Regions from separate parts of the Bos taurus genome. Here region 2 is linked to region 1. Evidence: chromatin contacts called from public Hi-C data. All regions are on one chromosome and are shown on one strand. The core of a region is the stretch at or near the end of the contact, and the rest is flanking DNA. Distances in the headings are between cores, read along the strand shown.

The links. Hi-C and Micro-C count contacts between places; a contact is called where the count stands out from the background.
Region 2: a Hi-C map of skeletal muscle shows a contact between it and region 1, with 3 times the contacts expected there. The contact joins the enhancer-like site here to the promoter of CEBPA in region 1. A contact is called at or near these places in 2 of 11 Hi-C or Micro-C datasets (skeletal muscle and an unstated tissue).

Annotation. Positions count from the first base shown.
Region 1 is chr18:43,725,246-43,732,448 of ARS-UCD2.0, forward strand. CEBPA (CCAAT enhancer binding protein alpha) reads right to left here and starts at 4,233. Exons shown (of 1, transcript NM_176784.2): 1 at 3,003-4,233. The coding sequence starts at 4,065. The coding sequence ends at 3,004.
Region 2 is chr18:43,776,283-43,783,485 of ARS-UCD2.0, forward strand. No RefSeq gene overlaps it. Among named protein-coding and RNA genes, the nearest start is that of TRNAW-CCA, 14 kb to the right of the region's middle. Within about 2 kb of position 4,634, at least 7 of the 102 cell types and tissues checked have an H3K27ac peak or open chromatin away from gene starts, as enhancers often do.

The DNA of each region.
Region 1 (7,203 bases), core at 2,983-5,482:
GTCTACTGGGGACCCTACTGGGGGCCTCATGAGCCCCACCCCTTTCCTGGGGCTGTCTTGTTCCCAACAAAGCCTGCCCTGGACCTCAGGGTCTGCGACAGGAGGGGTGCCCTTTCTTGAGCAGAGAGCTTTGAAAGAGGAAACCCCTGGAGCTGGGACAGTGGAACCAGAGAGAGGTGTGAGGCAGGAGGGGCGCCCCTCCCCCATTTGTCTTGGGATCTGTTCTGGGGGCAAAGGGGGAAGCCGAGGCTTGGCCCCCTCAAACAAGAAAAACTGGAATTAGCACTGAACTCAGAGAGGGTTTGCTGGGGCCTAGCAAGCTGTGGCCTGCCCCAGGCCTCTAGGCAGGCGGTGGGGCTCTGCCTCCTTGGTTCCCAGGCGGCGGGGCAGGCTGCCGCCTCCTCACTGGGGCTCGCGGCCTTTCCTCCACCAAGGGCGGCCAAGGGTGAGGAGGAGGCAAGACAGGGACCGAGAGATAGGGCGGCGGAGGGGGTCGGGGAGTGGGGTGGGAGGCAGCTAAGTCACCCCGTTAACCACACGGGAGGTGAAGCGAAAATTTTCAGAATTTAAAAAGAATGTGTAATTTCTTGAAATGGTCACAGCCCACGTTGGCATACGGTGTCAGCTGCTCAAGTAAACAGTCTCGAGGTGAAAACAGAAGGCAAAGAGTTTTGCCTTTTACCCTCAGAGAGAGTCAACTCTTGAAAGCCCTGCTGGTCTCCTGGGTTACTTCCTCCTGGGCCCTCTTCTTGCGGACATGAGTGTGTGCCCTCCCTTGGTAGGCAGCACTGCTGCTGGGGGCGGGTGGGGGGGTCCTGAATACTTGTCCTCATGGTGCAGTTGTTGGAGTCAGGGACTTGGTTCAGGGTGGGTGCAGTGGGGAGGCGAATGCTGGGCCTGTTCCTTGCCTTTCCTGCAGTGTGTGGGGAAGGGCCAGACATCCAGTGCAGGCCTGCTGTGGGTCCCCCTTCCTGGGTAGGCTGGGGCAGGGCAGGTGAGGAGGGCCCGTGGAGGGCTCCTGTCAGGGCCCCCACTGGGAGAGGCAGCAGTCATGTGGGCCTGAGCAAGCGGGGAGGGGTGGAGGGTCCTTACCGCTTGTGGCCTCTCCCTGCCCGCCCACGGTCCCGCCGGAGGGCTGGGGCAAAGGCAGGTGTGAGCAAGGCTTCCAGAGCTGGGGCTGTGAGTGATCTGGAAGTCAGTGTGGTCAAAGGGCCTCTGGAGCCTGGAGCTCCTGGGCCAGGTCTGCCCGCGTTCCAGAGAGGCTGTGGCAACTTCAGGCAGAGGGCCCCCTCTCCAAGTCCCTCTTCTCCTGCCAGGGGCTGAGAGGCCACACCAAGGCCCCATGATACCTCGGCACACCCCTCTTCCCACCACATACCCGGAGCCTCTCCAGGCTTTGGCCTTCTCAGGTTCGAGCCTTGTCTACCTTCTGCCATTTATTTGCCTTGGTTGGGAGAAGTCACCCCCTTAATGTAAAGAGGGGCTCAGGATGGTTGGAGAGCTAATGAAAGTCAGGCTCTCAGCCAAAGAATATGCTGTGATTATTCACAAATGTGACCTGGCCCACAAAAAACCTTGGAAGTAGATTTTCTAGTTTTAAAAAGACACCAAAACGGACTTTGATATGTTTATATTATAGATATAATACATAAAACATCTAGCATGAAACTCTATGTCCTCCCCAAAGAAGAGAACCAAAGCCGCCCTCCCCGCTCCCAGGCCCAGCGATTGAATCGGTGAGTGAACGCTGGCTGAGGCCGCCTCCCTTCCAGACCCGGAGCCAGGGCCTCTGGGGGGACCAGGCTGCCCACAGCCAGGGCCGGCGGGGACTGAGGCCCACAGCCACCCCCAGGGAGAGCTGAGGGGAAAGGGGAAGCCCACCTCGCCTCTTTGGTTCCCCTGGGAGCAAAAACAATCCCAAAACCAAAAGGAAAGACAGCCGCAGACCCTCCCTGCAGCTGCTGACGAAGAGCCTCATTCTGGCAAGTTTCTGAGCAAAACCAAAACAAAACAAAAACCAAATAAAATGGTGGTTTAGCATAGACGTGCACATTCACATTGCACAAGGCACCGCAGGGACACAGAGAGGCCAGATACAAGTGTTGATGTCGGCTGATAAAGCAAAATATTTGGAAAGCTTCTCATAACTTCGGTCCCTCTGGGATGGACTGATTGTGCTTCATGTGTATATGGCAATGCTGGCGACATACAGTACAGACAAGGCTGATGGTCCCAGTGTCCCTTCACCACCCCCTACTGACCCCCAGACCAGATCTCTAGGTTCCCCTCTTCCACCAGGCCATCAATCCCATGAACATATGTCCTCCTAGCTAACCCTCGACCTAGCTTTCTGATCTGACTAGGGGTCGCAGGCTCCCACTGGTCACCTGGTGACATCCATCTCAGTGAGTTCTGCCCGGGAGAGCCCAGCCTTTTGCAGGCTGGGAGTTCAGAGGCAAGGAACTAGGGACCCTCCACCTTCACGCAGAACAAGGGGAACAACCTTAGGTTCAAAGCCCCAAGTCCCTGTGTTTCCTCCCCTCCAAGGACAGGCGCTCAGGAGCCGCCGCCAGTGCTGGCTTTATCGGGATCTCAGCTCCCTGAACCTTCCTCCTGCCGGGGGCCTGCACCCCTCCTCTCGTGGGGGCAAGAACCCTCCAAATAAATTGACAAGGCACATATTTGCTCCCCCTACTCGGTAGGAATCGGAGCGGTGAGTTTGCGTTTCCAAGGCACAGGGTTATTCCTTTAATACTAGAGTTGCCGGGCTCCCGGCTCAGCCCCATGGCGCTTCTCCTCTCTGCCTGACCCCTCATCTTAGACGCACCGTGTCCGGCGCAGAGGAAGGCAAGGGGCACGCGCAGCAGGCCAGGCTCTCAGGCAGCACCGGAATCTCCTGGTCCTGGCTTACGCGGTTCGGGCAGTCTTGAGATCCGGAGACCCGAAGCCACTCCCTGGGTCCCAGCCGGCGACCAGCCCAGGGCGGTCCCGCCGCCGCGCGCCTCACGCGCAGTTGCCCATGGCCTTGACCAGGGAGCTCTCGGGCAGCTGACGGAAGATGCCCCGCAGCGTGTCCAGTTCGCGGCTCAGTTGTTCCACCCGCTTGCGCAGGCGGTCATTGTCACTGGTCAGCTCCAGCACCTTCTGCTGCGTCTCCACGTTGCGCTGCTTGGCCTTGTCCCGGCTCTTGCGCACCGCGATGTTGTTGCGCTCGCGCCGCACCCGGTACTCGTTGCTGTTCTTGTCCACGGACTTCTTGGCTTTGCCGCCGCCGCCGCCGCCCGCACGGAGGTCGGGGTGCGTGGCGGCCAGCCCCTTGAGCGCGCCGCCGGGGCCTGGCAGGCCAGCGGCGCCGAGCGCGGGCGCTGGGTGCGGGCTGGGCACGGGCGTGGGCGGCGGCGTGGGGTGGCCGGGCTGCAGGTGCATGGTGGTCTGGCCGCAGTGTGCGATCTGGAACTGCAGGTGCGGGGCGGCCAGGTGAGCGGGCGGCGGGTGCGAGTGCGGCGGCGGCGGCGGCGGCGGCGGCTGGTAGGGAAAGAGGCCGGCCAGCGCCAGCTGCTTCGCTTCGTCCTCCTCGCGCGGCTCCTGCTTGATCACCAGCGGCCGCAGCGCCGGCGCCCCGACCCGCTCGTACAGAGGCTCCAGCCTGCTGTCCAGGTAGCCGGCTGCCGCGCAGCCGTAGCCAGGAGGGGGACCGTGCGTCCCCCCGGGCATGACGGCGCCGCCGGGGCCCACGGGGGCGCCCGGGTAGTCAAAGTCGTTGCCGCCTCCTGCGGGGGCCGCGGCCGCCTTGGCCTTCTCCTGCTGCCGGCTGTGTTGGAACAGGTCGGCCAGGAACTCGTCGTTGAAGGCGGCCGGGTCGATGTAGGCGCTGATGTCGATGGACGTCTCGTGTTCGCAGATGCCGCCCAGAGGCTCCGGGGCGGCAGGTGGGGCGGGGGGCTGCGAGGGGCCCGCGCCCCGGGGAAAGCCGAAAGCGGCGCTGCTGGGCGCGTGTGGGGGGCTCTGGAGGTGGCTGCTCATCGGGGGCCGCGGCTCCGCCTCGTAGAAGTCGGCCGACTCCATGGGGGAGCTAAAGTCCTCCCGGCATGGCGAGCCTCGGCGGCCTCCAGCCTGCGCGGGGCGCCGCTGCTGCCACCGCCCACCCAGAGCCCCTACTCGCTCGCGCCCGCTCAGCTCCCGGTCGCGAATGGCCAGGCCCGCGCGGGCCCAGCATTTATACCGGTTTGTCGCCCTCTAGTGTGCAAACGGTGACAACGGAGCAGCGCCTCCTGGGTCTTAGCGCCTGCGGGCTGCAGAGGGCGGCGAGTGGGGCTGGAGCTCAGCGCTGGCTGGGAGGGGCCGCGGGGCAACGCCTACTACCTCCTGCGTCGCCCGCCGAACCGAGACCCGCGCGCGGTGCCCCACCCAGGGTAGAGTTGTCGCCCCCGCGCAGCAGTGGTCGACGGCAGGGCCCCCTCCTGTAGCCTCTCCAGGGGACCCACCTCCAGCCAAAGATCGGGGAGCCCGGGAACACCCGACGCCACACAGGGAGTTAGGGTTGGTTGGGGTGGGCGGAGAGGCAGGTCTTGGTCTCTGAGCTTCCCTGGCGCGGACTCACTTTAAAAGCTGGAACCGGTTCCGTCCGGGTCCGCGTACTCTGCAAGAAGGTTGCGTAAAGAAGGGGTCAGGGGTGGGGGGCAGGGAACAGTTTCGGACGTGCGGCCCAGTGCACGCTGCCGCTTGGAGATGCCAAGGAGAACCGGGATTTTGCGTCTCTGATACCCAGGCACCCGCACAGATTCCGCGCAAAAGTACCTCTCCGCTCCTCTCCACCCACCCCCCTCCCCACACGCGCAAGTACTCCAGGGTCACACGGGCCCGCAGTGCCGGGCGCTAGGACCCCGCGGGGAGCAGAGGAAAGGGGAGGCGGCCACAGTCCGGGAGTCTAGAGGACTCGGCTCGTCCACCCGCCCGGGCTGGGAAACTTTCTTGTTAATTATTTCTCCTTGCCGGAGCTCTAGGTGTTGCTAGGTGCACGGAATTGGCGCTGCTACCCGGCGCGGGGCCGCGTTTTTTCCCCAGAGGGACGGGCCCAGCTGGATTCCGGGGCTGGGGTACCCGGGCGAGGGGAGACGCATAGGGGGAGGAGGAGAATTTGACTCCGAGACGGGGATCCCGAAGCGGGGCCGGCGATCAACGGCGCTGGAACCCACAACCTTCTCCCCTACTCCCCATTCAGGTGCTCTCCAAGGCGCGAGCGGGGCTGTGGAGAGAGCCGGGGTCTCCGAATCTCTGCGGCTCTGGGTCCAAGCACCTAATGAGAGAGCCTTGCAGGCTGGTTCGCAGGGCGCTGGGTCCCTGGAATCCTGAGGAAGAAGGTGGCCGGGCCCCTGTGACCCCTGGGCGCCGCGCCGCCTCCGCCCTGGCTGCTGCAGGGGGAAGGGGTTTAAGGCAGCGCGTTTCCCCAGCCACGTGGCGCCTCGCGCGTTCTGCTTAGGGATCGCGGAGACAGCCTACTCCCTTGGGGCTTCGAGAGCCCGCAAGTTGCTCCCGCTTCTAGTCCCCATTGCCCTTATCGACTAAGTGCCCCGAAGACCAACGCCGTCTGGGCTCTATCTGGAAGTTTGCCTGCTTGAGAATCCCTGGGGCTGAGCCGGTGACGACCCCTCGCGGACAGCGGGCTTCCAAAGGCTGGCGAGACGCCACCACTCGTCCAGGAGCCCTCAAGGAGGCGCAGCGTGAAAGCGAGGCCGGGGGAGGCTAAACTCCACTGTGGTCACAGCAAAGAAGCAGCTTCGTCTGGGGAACGCAGACTGTGCTTTAATCAAGTTCCTATTCAACATATTACCCATGATTAATGACCCAACTGCTTCATGTTTTGGTCCAGAGCTCATACATAAGATATATTCAGCTTGATACTTTTGGCCTGGGAGTAAAAGTGGATGTATTCAATAAATGCCTATATGAGGAGCTGCTCTCTGCCCCAGGGTGCAGGACCATTTATACACCGTGTACCTCTGGAGACCTGGAGGGAAAACATGGAATGGGATTTTCATTTTCGCTGCGATGCTAAAAATAAGTCTGCCCCGGTGCAGGAACAAAGAGAGGGCTACTAACAATGACCTGTTCTAGCTTGTACATCTGCTGCCCTGTGCACACAGCAGGCAAGTCTCCTCTTAGGATCCAAGAAAATTGCAGAGGCTCCTGGGCTGGGGGAGCATTGGAATAAGACCTTGTTAGTAAGACCTCAGAGAAGGCAATGGCAACCCACTCCAGTACTCTTGCCTGGAAAATCCCATGGACGGAGGAGCCTGGTAGGCTGCAGTCCATGGGGTCGCTAGGAGTCGGACACGACTGAGGGACTTCACTTTCACTTTTCACTTGCATACATTGGAGAAAGAAATGGCAACCCACTCCAGTGCTCTTGCCTGGAGAATCCCAGGGATGGGGGTGGGGGGGCCTGGTGGGCTGCCGTCTATGGGGTCGCACAGAGACGGACACGACTGAAGCGACTTAGCAGCAGCAGCAGCAGCAGCAGTAAGACCTCACTGTGGGAGTGAGAGATACCAGGCAGGGATCAGAGCCAGGGCTGTAGGTCTTCCCATAGCAGAAGCAGAAAGCTCCCCACCAGGCCAGCTCTGTGCAAGGTGTTTAGTGCCCAGAGGTGAGGGAGAAGCAGCTCCTGCCCTCTCAGAGCTCTGGTCACAGCTGGGCAGACAGACACGTTGTCATCCAAAGTCTGCTAAAAGACAGGGGCCTCCTCACAGAGGAGGCAGTGCTGCAGGAGCAGGAAGTGGGACTGGGTAGAGGCAACAAATCCATGACTTTGTCAGATGTATGTTGGGAGACATGGATTCAGAGGAAGGGTGAGTGTGTTGTGGTAAAGGAACATCCTGCCCTGGCAGATATGGCTTTGAAGGAGGGTGCAACCAACTGAGGACGTGCTAGGAGTGTTAGTCATTCAGTCGTGTCCAACTCTTTGCAACCCCTGGGACATAGCCCACCAGGCTCCTCTGTCCATGAAATTCTCCAGGCAAGAGTACTGGAGTGGGTTGCCATTGTATTTGCCTCAACTTCATATCCTGAAACCACAACCCCCAGTGTAATTATATTTGGAGATGGATTTTTCAGGAGGTAGATACAGTTCAATGAGGTCATAAATGTGGGGTCTTAGTCTGATAGGATTAGTGGCTTATTAAAAAAAAGGAAAAGAGGAAGCGT
Region 2 (7,203 bases), core at 3,384-5,883, 51 kb after region 1:
GGCTCCTTTAAGAAAAATAATTCACTTGGTATATAGCTTGGGTGAGTTTTGCTTAAATTTCAAATTAAAAAATATCTCCCTGTTAAAAGAAAGGAACTTACTTTTTCTCCCAGCATACATCTGGCTGCCTCTCTGAGCACAAATCCTATATATAATCCTTAAAAAGAAAGGGGCAGGGGGGAGGAGGGGTGAAGACATTTCCCCAAAGAACGACTGTGATCATGTCTACAATAGCATGTCCTAAGAGAAAAGAAATGAACCTGGCAGTTTTCAGAGTAATATGACACCTGTAGAAAACTATTCTAGATAATTCTGTCCTCAAGGCATATTTTGGGGTCTTTTACTGTCTCAGACTCTAGAGTCTGATCTCCCATGGAGCTCCTCACCCAGGTCTAGGCTGACCATCCTATTTGATTATCTTTTAAGAATATTTATTTATTTGGCTGCACTGGGGATTAGGTGCAGGATGTAGAATCCAGTTCCCTGACCAGGGACCAAGGTCCCCTGCATTGGGAGTGCACAGTGTTAGCCACTGGACTATCAGGGAAGTCCCTGACCATGCTATTTAAATATACTCAATCCTATGCCCAGGGCTTTCCAGATGGCTCTGTGGTAAAGAATCTGCCTGCCACTGCAGGGTTGGATCTCTGAATTTGGAAAATCCTTTGGAGGAGGGCATGGTAACCCACTCTAGTATTCTTGTCTGGAAATTCCATGGACAGAGGAACCTAGCAGGCTACAGTCCATGGGGTCTCAAAAGAGTTGGACACGACTGAGCACTCAAGCAATCCTTTGCCCAGTCCTCCTTTTACTCCTCCACGTCCCCCGGACCACAATGCTTAGCCCCTTTTAATATAGTGTTCAGTTTAGCTCTGTTTTCTATTATTTGTAGCCTGTCTCCCCCTGCTAGAAGACGACCCCAAGAAAGGAGAGCTCTCCCTCTGGTTTGTTCCCTGGTATATACTAAATGCTGAGGACTGTCCCTTGTACACTGTACAATGCTTGCTGACAACTTGAAAACTCAGCACCTTAATTAACCAAGTGCCAAGCCTTTTCACCTTCTTGCCTCAAATCAAACTAAAAATTTTGAATACAAGGTCTTTGCTGTTATCCAAAATGTTAACATATTTTCCAGACACAGAACTGGGTTTCCCTATCTCTTTTCATCATACCATTTAAAACAAGTTATTAATGAATGTTGATCTTCTAATATCCAGGTCTAAAAATTCCGGAAATTTTAAAAAAGTGTGCATGTAATACATACATATTCTATGATGTAAAGCAAATTGGCAATTAATCCAAGATTCTCTAAAGAAGAACTTAAAGGCACAACACATTTGTCTTTAATCAAGGCATGAAATATCTGTGTGAGGAACAGTCCATGACAAGTCCATGTCCAATTACAATTAGTTAAAACTTGTATGTTGGATGCCTGCTATGTGCCAGGCACAAAGCTTTGCCTGCACTATCTCTGATTATCCTAACAATCCTTCAAGGTAGGTATTATCATCCAGACCGTAGATGAGGAAACTGAAGCCCAGAAAGGAGAGAAAAACTAGCTCAAGGTCACACGGATCTCAGATGAGAACATGGGTTTGCTCAGCCCCGGGGTTTATCCCGACACTTGGCTATTTCTCCAGAAAACAGTGTAATAGGACTTCATGTGATACTCACATATGTCATTGGTTTCACTATTCTTAGTCAACACATATGTTTTGAGTAACTGTTATGTTCATAGCGCTGTGCAGGCTTCCTGGGAGATGGCTGTGAGAAGCTTGCCATCTCGCTGGGAGGTACTCATGAACCCGGGCATGGGATGTGACATGACCAGTGAGTGGAATCCACAGAGATGCTGTGGGAGCTTGGAAGAGGGAGAAGCCCTCCTGGGTCGGGCTCCCGCAGTCCAAGCACCGGCTGGTCCTCTACTTTTTCAGCCAGGCTGGGATTTGGCCCAGCTTCTATTTGCACTCGGATCTCAGTTCTCGCGAGAAATGACTTTTCCCCTACCATGTGATCTGTGCACAGGGATATAACTATAGGTTGCTGCCTCGCTGTGCATCCCAGTCCCCATGGTAGCTGAAGAGGTGAGTGCTTCCTCGCTTGAAATGATGGGGGGAAGCAGGGAGGTGTGGGACCCACACTCTGGCCAATTGCAGGCCTGTTGCTGTGACCTTGGATATGGAGTAAATGACGCAAGGATGGCGGACCATCTGCTGGCAGCAAAGACCAGGGTGGACAGAGGCCAAACTGAAGCAGCCCCGTCCTGATTGGGCTGCTCCAGGGTTGAGGAAGTGACGCACATCCCTGAGAGCACGTTTGTCTTCCATCAGAGCTGGGACCCCATGAGAGCTTCCCATTAAACCTCACTGTACTTGATACAGTCCTAAGTTTATTGTCTGGCCTTTACTGGAAAAAAAAAAAGTATCTTTTCCTTTACCCTTTTCCTCTGCATTTCACATTGTTGGATATAGTTTGTTTAAAAAAATGGAAACAAACAAAAGGTTCTAGGGACAATCATCAATGAATCAGAAAGTGAAATCTGCTTTCCGTAAATTGTTTACGTTTTCTGATGATCTCTCTGCAGTCTGAAGAGTATCTGTGTGCATGCTCAGTGGTGTCCAACTCTTTGCGACCCCATGGGCTGTATAGCCTGCCAGGCTGCTCTGTTCATGAAATTTTCCAGGCAAGAATACTGGAGTGGGTTGCCATTTCCCATTGCCCCAGAGTGTCTGATGCTTACCTAATAAAGTTGAGACATTTTGGTGTTTTCCTCATTACTCTGAAGCTTAGTAATCCCACAAGAGCCACCTGGAGTCATGGAGTCCTGGGAGACATGGAGCCATCCAGGTAGAAGGGGCTCTGGCTGAGGTGTGGAGAAGGGTGATGCCAGGGCTTTGGGTGCCCTGCTGGCTTTGCTCTGCGGGATGGTGCAGGGAGAGGCTATATTTTGGCTCAGAACACAGGCAAGATCTCATCTGCAAAACCACAGCACTGTGCCTGGTCCTGAAACCATGAAAGAATGAAGCCTGGGATGACCCACTTCCTGGGTGAATGCTATACATCTCAGCACTGTTCATTACCTTCCGTAGTGCAATGCACGAATTCACAGAGTATATTTTCAGAGCACATCTGCCCCTTTAAACTCTCTGCACCCAGAGTTACAGTGCAGAACTGGAACTTGAATCCATCCAAGCCAATTATCCCAGTTCCTTTTTTTTCAGCTTGGAGTTTTTCATTTAAAAGTTGTCATGGGAAAATAACTCTTAATAAATCCCTTTAAGCACAGGGAACTAGGGCAATTCCTGACATTTTAAGAATTACTGAAACATTTTAAAGTTTTTTTGATTTATGTTCTGAAGGACATAAGTAATCCTTTTTTCTTTTTGGAAGACCTTCAATTAATTTCAAGGACAGACATTGGCACTCAGACTGTTCAAATCTAATTAATTATCTGGCTGTGCCCACAACAGTCACACCTTTAAAACACCGTGGTTGTAGCTAATCATCTTGAGATTCTCCCACACTGAAATAATTGCACACACCCTTTTAGTCCATGACAGATATATGTATGGGGTGAATTACAAAAAGGGATGGTGCATTCCCAGAGGGAAATCAAGTTTTGTGTGTTTATTAGTGACTCATCAGTTTAGTCATGCATTAAATATTCAACATCTGATGTAAAACACTTAAAATCCTGAGGTAATTTCTTGAAGCAAAACTATACAGGTCAGGTTAACCAATCACATGAGTAGCTTTGTACCATAAATTAGAAAATCCCACAGCTGGGAAAAGCAATGAGGGAAAGATCCCAGGGATGATGTGGCTCAGAAATCCATGGGTGAACAAACCCAGTGAGGCTGGATGGTGAGTTTTCTTTCAGTTCATGATCAACAGGAAGCTGAAGGCCATTCACCTTCGGGCACTGGAGACAACCACCCTTACCCAGTGGTGTCCACTTGGAGTTGATTTACTGCCTCAGGGTGTGCATCCAAAAAGGAGCAGAGAGCTTAAAATTCATTCTCACGTTTAACCTAAAAACTTAATTTTTCCACACATTGCTAAACTTTAAAAAATAGGAGAAGAGAAAAAAATAATTGATTCTGAAACTTCTCTTGGAAAAGTTACTCAGGTTACTTGTAGTGAAGCAAAAAATAAAATGTGGCAGCCATATGTCCCTCACTGCTGAGACCAAACTCTTTCTTTTTCCCCATAAAAAGACGTATTACGCTATATCTTTATTATTTTAATTTTAAAATATTTTATCATTAAAAAATTATTTCTCTGTGTGTTTCTGGTTGCACTGGGCCTTCATCATTACACATAGGCTTTCTTTAGTCGTGGTGTGCCGGCTTCTCATTATGGTGGCTTCTCTTGTGGAGCAGAGGCTTTAGGCTCTCGGGCTCAGTAGTTGTGGGGCACGGGCTTAGTTGCCCCTTCACATGTGGGATCTTCCCACACCGGAGATCAGACCCATGTGCCCTGCATTAGCAGGTGGATTCTCAACCACTCGACCCACAAGGAAGTCGTACACCACGTTTAAAAAAAAAAATACCACAAGCCTTATCAGAGTCACGGTTGAGTAGTGGTATGTAGGTCTGGAGTACGAATACAAAAATAAGTGCCAGAACACGCCCTGACATGCCACCTGCCCCATCAGATGCTTGTTTTGTTGCATACAGAAGTTTGGAATTCACCACTCCAGGGAATAAACTGCTTGTCTGGACACCTGTACTGCGGGCCAGCTGAACGATATCTTCCACATGTGACTCGAGTGGCTTCTAAAAGACAAGGGAGCATCCCTGTGAGGCTCGGGTGCTGTTGCCCTGTACAGGTATTGGCAATGATCAAGAGAAGCTGGTTTCTTCAGAGGAGAACGCCCTTTGTGAGGCAAGAGAGAGGCGAGTGGCTGAACAGAGCAGGTCAAAAGATAAGACTTCCATATGGTTTTTGTTGACGATTCAAGGGAAATTGGTGTTTGGGCCCAAATGTCTGAGTATTACTGCACTCTGTCAACACAGCCTGTTTCTTGTTTAGGGCATCCTCTGTTTTCCAGTACCCCATTGATGCACCAGGCAAAACTGAAGTTGACACTGTGTGCTCCCTACCTGGAGGACTCCTTCAGCACCAACTCCATCTCTGAGTTGTTTCGTTAGTTCCAAAATGCACCCCCAGTTTTTTTTTTGCCTTCACCTTTTCAGCCATCAGAAAAAGATATCCACACTAAAGAACTAACTGCTGGTGAAATGTTAATTTGGGGGAAGAGGGAGGCCACATTATCCTAGGAAAAAATAGTACTAAAAGTAAATGAAGGGGAATTGGAGTGAATCCATTTAAAACAGGAGCCAAAATTTCATAGTATAGTGAAAATATATGAGATTAGGGCTTTGCCTTGAAAATTGAATAAGCATTACAAAGGTTTTATTTTGTGTTTCAGAAAATGGGCTTCACTGCCAATCATGGGCAATTCTTAAATATGAACAAAGAATGAATCAGGTGATGTTGGGGGAGGTTCTGTTTATTGTGTGTGCTCATCCTCGGTGGATTTCCCTTTAGACTGTCACAGTGTGAGGACAAAGAAGGTGACTTTATTAATTATCCCAAGAGCCTCCCTTTGCTATTTAGCTCATTCTTTTTCATGTCAGTATCCTTTAGCCATCGATTTCCTTCCTCAGTTGTTGACCTGTCTGAATCGTGCCCCGTCCACCTCTAACAATGGCTTTGCTTGTGATACAAGCAATCAATATGTCTTACACAGACTGTGAGGAATCTGGGCTGGTTTTTTTTTTCAATCTCATTTTGTGGTGATCTGTTGTATGTGTATCCCATTCCTTTGCCACAAAGAGACTGATCGCTCAAAATGGTAACATGAAGGGCAAAATGGCTCTCCTGTTGGGTCAGGAAATATGAGTTTATGTTAACCATGGCCAATCCTTTTACCATGACCATGAATATTTCCATGTTATGATTACCTTGGATTCCATGAGCAACTTCCTAAATATTGGATTTCAGATAAAGAAATCCCCCATCTACTTCCCCAAACTAAATGATTGCTCCTTTATTTTTTTCCAATAATACAAGTCTTTAGGGACTTCCTTGATGGTCGAGAAGATAAGACTCCAAGCCTCCAAAGCAGGGGGCGCAGGTTTGATCCCTGATGGGGGAACAAAGATCTCTTGTAGCCAAAAAAATACCAAAAACAAAGCCTTTAAAACTGTATTTTCTTGAGTAGATAAATCCCCTCAAAAGTTAATATATACTGTTTTCATAATATTTTTTAAACATAAGGAAATTGCCATTTTTATTATTCCAAAGATTTATTATATTCAAAATGTTTTAAAAATTATTTTATTTTTATTTATAAGTTTATTATGTTGATCCTTTTTATTTATCGTCTAGTTTTATTGCATTGTGGATAAGTGAAAGTTCTGCTTTGGGGGAATATATTCACATTGTTTTTATTGCCTAATGTAAACTTCTTTTGTGTGTGTGTGACTATTCCCTGGGTATTTGGAAAGATTGCATGTACTTTGGCCATCAGAGCATTGATATGTTTTATCTATTAGATTGCAGTTATATGTTATTATTCAGATCTTCCATGTCTTTTTAAATGACACATTTATTGAGGTATAATTTACATACCATACAATTCACAGATTTAAGGTAGACAATTCAGTATTTCTTGATATATTCAGAGTTGTACAGAAATCACTATACTCTTAAATTTTACCTGATCAAAATCTACTTCAGATTTATAATGACTTAGTTACAGTGAAACATAGAAACTTTACTCCTAAAAAGCTCCATTCCACCTCTTCTGTATGCTATTATTGTTATAAAGTTTATGTCTTTTGTTGACCTGAAACAAATAGGCTACTAGAAATTTCTTCAGCAAAGACGGATTTATTTGAGATTGGCAGAGAATTGAAATTTGGGGTCTGTAGCCATGGGAAGCCACATGCAAGTCCCCACACAGCAAGGAAAGGAGAACATTTTTATGGGGGGGAGGGTCGAGGGGTAGAGGAAGTTGACAGGGCACTTGTAAGTAGAGTCCATGACTTTCTGTTGGCTGAGTCCTTGCCAGGAAAGAAGGAGTCTTCTTCCTGTTGAGTTCTGCTATTGTCACAGGACATGAGAGCTCCCCCTACTGGTCTCCTGACTCTATGTAATTGAGTTTTCTGAATATTAATTTTTTACACTTTATAT